2 separate regions of the Gossypium arboreum genome follow, and region 1 is linked to region 2. The links are chromatin contacts, called in public Hi-C maps. All regions are on one chromosome and are shown on one strand. Each heading gives the region's core, a stretch centred on a gene start, on an enhancer-like site or on the middle of the called end of the contact. The rest is flanking DNA. Distances are from core to core; before and after follow the strand shown.

Region 1 (4,446 bases), core at 1,433-3,932, 140 kb before region 2:
GTACCCTCTGATGTTAAGTTACTAACGTCTGGTTTAATAAACAATAAAACAATGTGATAAACATGACTTGTATAAACACAAATAACATGAATTAGCTCACAAGTGCGATATATGGATTTCATTCATGTTTAAAATTTTAATGTGTTTATGTGTGATTGACATAAGAAAATTAACTAAATACATTATTTAGTATCTGGCTTTGACAATTTTTGTTCCAATGAAATTTGGTAAATTTTATACATTTTGGTATTTAAAATTACCGTATTAACTATTTAGTATTTAATTTAGATTTTAGGGTTAATTATAAATTAATTAATAGTATTAGTAATTAACTTTAATCAAACCAACCTTAAAACCGAAAAATCAATAATTTGACAAATTAAATACAAAAATAAACAAATTTAAATTTAACACTAGATTTATTTTATTAACAAAATTATTAAAATTTAAACCTAATAATATTAGCAATTAACTTTCATCAAATCAACCATCTAAACCCAAATTAAACACTAAAAATTAATGCTATTACTTGTAGGTACTAAAATGTATTTATTTTCCAAATACAGATAACATATTGAAATAAATAAAATACTATAATGTAAAGAAAATATCAAACTCAAATACCAAATACCAAATGGCTAAAAAATTAAGAGAGCAGTTATTCAAATTAAGTCATGACATTTTATGTGAATTACATGCTGAAAGATAAAATGCATGTCGTTTGTAGTTTTAGCAAGGTGGATTTCAATCTTCGAAAAATAATATCAGCAATTAAATTTTTTTTTCTAAATATAAATGGATTAAAAGGACAATTAAGAATTTCAATGGCCCGAGATCCTAGCTGGCTAAAATTAACGTAAAAATGGTTTTTTTCTTTCTCTTTGTCTTCTAATAATCGTTTTTATTTTTGTTTTATTGTATTCATTTGTAACTTTCCAACGCATAGACAGATGATTTTGTTTTCATTGCACCAATCATGTGAGATGAAATAAGTTTGTGGGACCCCATCTAAATTCCCACTTCTCAATAAAATCAAATTTTACATCAATAATAGATTTTCTAAAATTTTACCTTAATTAGAAAAATAAATATTTTTTATATAAAGGCGAGACAGAAAAATTGTAATTCTAGGAAAACCTCTCTCATCATTCACCCTATTGCCTCCTTTCCAATTTTTGGATGATAATTAGTAAATCTTAATTATCACTAATGATAACCTAAGCTCGTAAAGTTTCAAATTTTAACATTAATATTTTAAAAATTAAATTATGATAAAACAGAATTTAATGATAAATATATTTATAAAAAATATAAATAACAAATAAAGTTTTCGATAAATAGTGAAGTACCTTAAAAACTATAAAGGTTTAGCTTTGAATATTATTCTGCATATTTTTTTTATTCTATGAAAGATATGCTGTTTAAGGATATTTTCGTTATAGTGTATAATTACAATATCTTTGATTAAGTTTTAAACTAATAGCAAACTAATTTAAAATATATAAAATATCAAATTATATAATAAAATAATATTAGATGTATTTTTAAAAGAGTAATGACTTTCTTTTATTTCTTTTTGGGTTTTTTATCTTCTACCAACCAACCAACACAAGGAGTTGTTTATAAGTGGAGTTTTAATATTATTAATTTTTTATTAAAAATTAAAAAGAAAAATTGGACAACTAAGAGGAATTCTATACGTTACAGATACCTTGAGATCTAAAAGACTTTTAACCTAACAAAGCCACACTGAAAAAAAGGAGCTAAAAAACAGTGTATAATTTTACATAAAAATACTATACTAAACATCGATTTGTAGATTTCATTTAATTAAATTACAGCAGCAAACAAAAACAGTGATCAAAATAGATGCAATCGGCGATAATGATCAACGACGATCATCTTGTGAAGATCAAAAATTAACAGTCAAAAAGAAACTATGAAAACAGTCACTATTTCGATCTTTTCTTTCCACTTTCTCAAATCCAGTGGAGAGAAAATAAAATCATCAACTAAATACCGATCTAAAAAGTTCAAAACACAGATAAAATCCATAGCCACAACACAAAATTCAAAAACCTCGGTAAGAAGTGATACTATATAGATATATATACATGCAAGCAGGATTAAAAACAGTCGCTATTTCGATATTTTCTTTCCACTTTCTCGAATCCAGCAAGTAAATAGAAAATAAAATCAACCAAATACCGATCTAAAGAGTTCAAAACGCAAATAAATTCCGTAGCCACAACACAAAATTCGAAAGCAAAAAAACTCAATAACAAGTGATACTATATCGATATATATATACATACAAGAAGGATTAAAAACAGTCGCTATTTTGATAGAAAAAAAATCATCAACCAAAATACCTACCTAAAAAGTTCGAAACGCATATAAATTCCATAGCCACAACACAAAATTCAAAAAATTCAGTAACAAGTAATACTGCATCGATATATATACATGCAAGAAGGATTAAAAAAGAGATTTGATCTTCTTGCCTGTTGAGAAAATTACCGGATTTGCTTTGCTTTGCTGTGATTCTTCAATTTCGATTTGCTAAAAATGGCGAATTCTTTTTTTGAAAAAATTTGAAATTATTTTTCTGAAATAAAAAGAAGGTGAAGAATGATGGCGTTCGATGAAAATTTTGCGAGAATCTTTGGTATATAAAGTGAGAGCGTACGTGGGCCACACTTTTAACAGCCAATGCCACAATACCTGGGTCGGAACGCTGCCGTTTACATAATATATCACCCATAGATTTCTTCTTAATTACTTTTCATACCATATTGATTTTTTTCAATTAAATATTTTTTACATAATTTGATGTCATAGAATTTTTATTTAATTTTTTTTGGTTTAAAGTTTTCAGAACCGAACCGATGATCGAATTCATCAAACCACCGATTCGTTAATTCAATAATTCATTCAGTTTGATTAAATAATTTATTAAAAATTCAAAAAATATTTAAAATAATTCAATTCAACCATCGAGTTTAATCACTCTATATTAATTGATAGGTTCGAGTATTTTGATTACAAGCCCAGTTTTATTTTTTAATGATTAATTCTAGTGCTAATTGTTTGAACATGTATTATTTGTATTGTTTCTTAAAAACGGTTTTTCCTAATAAATAAAATATAACCAATTTATTTAACTTTTTTTCTTTAGTATGTTATAATTATTTTCTAAATTATTAAAATTTTCTTTTAAACTATTATTTATTTTATCATATTATAATTATCCAATCACAAAACAGAATAATGTTATATCTTGATAAAATAATATGATTACCTTGATTTTTAGATATAATATTAGTTTAAAAGATATAATTATAACTATCTTGATTTTTTTAGATTTTGTAGTTGTTAACAAAAATCTAATTACCTTGGAATTAAGCAAATAATGTTAGTGCATTTAAGGTGAGAACCACAGCACATAATACCATTAGCTAATGTGGTTCTAGTAAATCTCAAAAATCCAATAAAAAATATCACCATTATTAATTCATTATTTATTAGTTTGTACTTTCTTTTGTGTTAAGAACATCCAATTTATTGTGGAATGAGTCTAAGCGTAGTTGGTATAGGTATTATTGTCAGTGTAAAAGGACGTAGGTTCAAGTGCGCTGAAATGTATTATTTTCTTATTTAATGGTTCGGAGAGACTATGGGTAATTCTAAAAATTATATAAAAAAAATTAAAAATCGTGATACTACACTCGTATAAAAGTAAATAAAAAAGATCTAATTTACTCGATTAAATCACAAATGAGATGATAAATAATTTGATATTAAATGTTAAGTTAATCATTCACAACTTTAAAAAAATATTTATTTATTATGTTCAAAAAAATATTTATTTATTTATTTCTCTTAATTATTCGTGAATATTTTTAGGGGCCCAGTCCACTGTCTACCCTTTTATCTACGCCCCTAGGCTCTCTCTAGATTTACTCCAACTCGAAAGATATTTCATTTTTTAGTCTGTTGCGTTTTATAATGCTTAAATATAATTGTAGTTATTTGAACGTGTATTATTTATTACTTGTATTAGTGATTTTACTTGCTAGAAAAAATCACATTGCAATCCTTTCAACTAGGGTGAAGTCGAAAATTATTTTTGGGGAGGAATTTGAGTTATGTATTTTTATGAAAATTTAAATGCAATTTCATCATTGTATTAGCTTATATCTTTATAATTTTTAAAATATTAAATTAAAATTTTATCATATTGAGGGGGTAAAGTGTAATTTGACTTTTAGTAACTTATATTTTTATAAAATTTAAAGGGATCAAACTGATATTTTTCTATTTTAAGTCGGGTTGCCAGTAGAGTTGTACATGGATCGAGTCAGGCCGAGCTGGGTTCAAGCCTAGTTCCAAAAAAGGGCAAGCTTGACCCACCCAATAAGTCCATTTTGCTGTTAAAAAATTAAA
Region 2 (4,424 bases), core at 1,662-4,161:
TACTTGAAACTATAACTTTCGTCTCAATTTACACCAAAAAATAAAAAGTTGCCAATAGGAACTTGACACGTGACACATTCTTATTGGATGCAAATAATTTTTGGGATAAGATGAGACAAATGAAAGTTCAAGTACAAGAAAAGGAATATAGTTCAAGAGTTAAAAGCCTTTTTTTTTTTTAGAAGTTAGATCAGCATTTAGCAAGATACTCAAGTCTATTTCTAATTTGGCTTTGTGAAAATAATCATTCTAGTTACTCTCTAGAGTTCTACCTGTTTTGCATTGTTTGTTCTGCCCAATATAGTCTCTCAAATATTCCAAATAACCATAAAATAATTGAGCAAAAACTAATCATTTGTAATTACCACAATGAAATAGAATGTTCAGTTTAGGATAATGACATAAAACAGTTAGTAGGATAATTTAAATATTCAGTTCTGTAGGAAGGAAACTGACAGAGTAAACATACGTACCTGGCTGAAATAGGAGCTTCAGGCCAGATGATATCGATGTCGGTTGAGCCATTTTGATTACTGAATGCCCCTGAAAACAAATCAGTTTGTTTTGAAGAATTACTCAAAGGGTCTTTTGCACCAGTTGAGCTAGTAAAATCATTCCAGGCAGACAAGTCGTTATTATCATCAATAGTAATGGCTTGTTTTGAAGAATCACTGAGAGGATCTTGCTTAGTAGTTGAGCTTTTGAAATCAGACCAATCACTGAACAAATTGTCTGTTTCCTCAATCGATTTTTCATCAGGTGCCTTCTTGTTGCCTGTTAGCAATTGATCATCTGGAAACCAGTTAACATCAATGGAGGAAGAATTATGAACACTCTTAGCTTTTCCGGAATCCATGATATCACCAGTTGCACCCAAGTTTTCAGCTTGATGAGTTAACTTTGAGCTCGAATTACTCCATAGATCATCCTGAAGCCAGCTGTTTGCATTAGACGCGTTGGAGCTATCTTTTGCTTTCATGTCAAATAAATCATTTCCAGATGCAAAAACCGTATCAATGTGATCAGATAGACCAAGTGAGGAACCTGCAAAAGGATCAGATGCTATGGATCCCACACGATTATTTTTAGAATTAGCAGATTGGAAGTCAGTGTCCCATCCCGAAAAGGGGTCACTATTCTTTTCTTCAGTAGTACTAGTATGGATGCCATGTTCATTCGAAGAACTTATTGAAGAATTCAGGATGCTCGAACTTTTAAAATCATTCCAAGCTCCAAACGAATCTTCATCATTGGTTACACTATTTATATTTGCTAATATCTCACCATCCTTATTACCCACATTCTTGTCGAATTGCTCAGTATGATGAACCGTCTTTGAGGTGGAATTACTCCATAGATCATCCTGAAACCGATTACTACTGTGGGATGAAGTTGTGTTATCTACTGGTTTTCCCTGAAACGAGTCTCCTGTTCCAAAGACACTATCCATGTGAGTAGAAAGATCGGCAGAAGAACCTGCAAAATGATCAAAAGATTTGGATACCTCATGGTGAGTTTCAAAAATAGTAGATTCAGAGCCAGCCTCCAATCCAGAAAAAGAATCACCACCTTTTTCATTCATTGACTTCAAGCCATCGGCATCCTGATCCGAAGAACCTTGTGTGTTAGTGGAACCCGTAAAATCATTCCAATCATCATCGTCATTAATAGTTCTTTCACCAAGGGTATTGCTGATGCTGCTTTGAGCTTGATCACCCGAAGTGAAATTACTCTTCAAATCACCTTGAAACCAGTCAGTCGTTTTGGATTCCGATGAAGTTTGATTGCCTTTATCTTTTCCATCAAATAAATTCGTACCCTGCCCGACAACCGCATCATCAATGTCGGAAGAAATACCTTTCGAAGAACTTGCAAAAGGATCAAACGACATGGTGCTAATAGCACCGTGATCATCCGACTGAAATTCAGCCTGCCAACCAGAAACAGCACCACGCGATTCATGGACATTACTTCCAGTAAAACCGGTCCCTTTCTTTACCACCGATGTCCCTTCCGAGGGAATTGAAGCAGAACCCTCTTTTCTTTCAACTAAAAAATCATCCTCAACATCAAATCCAGCCAAATTCAAAGGATTACTCTTTCTCAAACCAGATTCAAATCCCTTAAACTCTACATCATTCCACTTTATTTCTAATCCCAAAATATCAGATAACGCAAACTCCTCTCCACTTCCTTTAACCTTTCCATCCCCATCTAAAGACTCCCCCACATTTTCCTACAATACCAAAATTTCACCCAATAAAAGAAAATCCAAAAAAACTAAAACAATAAAACCCATCATTCTATTACAATTAAATTACATAAACAAATAAAAAAATAACAGAAAACAGTGACTTACAGATCCATCCAAGTTAAGTGAGTGAAGGAACCATCGGTACCCAGAAGTAGACTGGAATTTGATCGGCGGAGGCGGTGTCTCGGTGGGGCGTTTGCCGCAGAAAATACAAAGGATGGAATCGGAGCCTCGGAGGAGACGAGATTTGCAGTGGATGCAACGGCGGCGAGGTGAATCGCTGGTCGAGTGAAACAAAGGGAGACCGGGAAGCGATGGGTCGGTCGAATCATATGAAGGTACGTTGGCTTGCTTGCGAAGTGAGATCTGGAGTTGGGTTATTAAATCTTTAGGGATTTCAATAGCCATTTTTTTTTCTTTGAATTTTTTTTAACGATCTTCTTCTAGTTCTCTCAGTTTTGTTGCGTAATATCTGATCTCATCAGCATCGATTTTTTTTTTTCATTTCAACGGTGAGCCGATGAATAACGAACCGGTGGTGCAGGAGATTTGGTTCGTAAAGTACGGTGTCGTTTTTCTAAACAGGTTTTTTCTTCCTAGTCTTGGGGTTGTATTGGGGTTTCTAGGAACGGCCCAATTTCGAGTTGGATCTTATGTTTTAAATTTTAGTCTAATTTTATTGGATTAGTAAAATTTTTTTTTAGAAAAGATACAAAATAATCACTTAATTATTTAAGTTTTTTTTTTGGTTACAACTATCTGCTGGCAAATAATAATAACTTTTAATATTGACATAATAATAATTTTAACCTTTAATATTTATACATTGTATCAACTTAGTCTTAATTCTAAAAATCAAATCCTCGTCATTTATCTCATTAGTCATTTCAAAGTTAAGGGTAGTTCAAGTTTTTTATTCGATTAATTTCACATTTGTATCAATACTTAGGTTTAAGTTCAACATAGGCATAATGATTTATTTAAGTCTTTAACTTTAAAAAATAATTTTATCTCTTCATTTAACTTTTTTTAATCGTTGAACTTACGTTGTTTGTCAAATCATTTTAAAATAGATGGAAAAGTTAATATCTGTTACCTTTTACTGACGTGACATTCACGTGTATGCCACATAAATGATTAATTAATTTTTAAAATTAAAAATATTAAAATTACTAAAATTATTTAAAAACATAAAATTTGTAAAATTTATTTAATTATATTCTATAATTTTTATTAGAATGTTTAAAAATTTTAATTAATTGTTTATATGATATACACATACGCTATCACGTGAATAAAATTAATAAACATTAATTTTTTCATTCATTTCAAAATGTTTTGACAAAAATATTAGTTTAAAGATTAAAAGAAAAAATAATAAAAACTAAAATTATTTTATCTGTAAAATTAAAACATCAAATAAATTATTATACATTTGTTTTTTATGATGAAATTCGAGTAAATGGGATCGAATATTCAAGGTAAAGGCCGTATTTACTTACCGTAAGACAGGCTTGTCGGTGCAGGGCCCAAGCCAGCCATGACCCTACGCGTTTAAGCCACAACAGTTTCGTACTTTCTTCAAAACAAAAACAACTGTCAAAACACCGTTGAATAATAACTAGTAATCGAAGTTCAAAACAAATCAACTTTCGATTTGACATTTCCCCACTTTTTTTTCTTAACCTCAAATCGATCTCTGAATCTATACAAAAAAAGCTAACCAAAATCTATCTCCATTTCAATTTCGCACTGAACCCAAAAAAACCAGAGTCCCTTTCTCAGAAAAGAGATGACAATGAACCATGCGGCAGCGGTGAAGATGGGGTTAGGTTTACTAGGTCTATGTTTATTCGGCTACATAGTTGGTCCACCACTATACTGGCATCTCATGGAAGGCTTGGCTGCCGTCAGCCGTACTTCCAACACTTGCCCACCGTGTCTTTGTGATTGTTCTTCTCAGCCACTTCTCACACTCCCTGAAGGTATATTTCCAGATCTGGGTTCGATCTCGTCTCTTCAACCATTTTTTTTCTTCCTTTCAATTTTTATTTGACTTATCTTGGATTTCATCAATTTCCCAAGCTATTGGTTTTGTATTAGCATTCATCGTGTTACTTGCTCTGCAATTTTATTGTTTATTTTCTTTTTTTTATCGGTCCAAATCTAT

What was found. A called contact is a pair of places that touch in the nucleus more often than the background predicts.
Region 1: a Hi-C map of leaf shows a contact between it and region 2, with 2.5 times the contacts expected there. The contact joins the promoter of LOC108450105 here to the promoter of LOC108473033 in region 2. A contact is called at or near these places in 2 of 5 Hi-C or Micro-C datasets (both in leaf).

What each region holds. Positions count from the first base shown.
Region 1 is chr7:92,804,901-92,809,346 of ASM2569848v2, reverse strand. LOC108450105 reads right to left here and starts at 2,682. Exons shown (of 7, transcript XM_017747574.2): 1 at 2,505-2,682.
Region 2 is chr7:92,660,658-92,665,081 of ASM2569848v2, reverse strand. LOC108473033 reads right to left here and starts at 2,911. Exons shown (of 3, transcript XM_053031246.1): 1 at 2,360-2,911; 2 at 474-2,236. The coding sequence starts at 2,662. LOC108455106 reads left to right here and starts at 3,770. Exons shown (of 3, transcript XM_017753717.2): 1 at 3,770-4,239. The coding sequence starts at 4,047.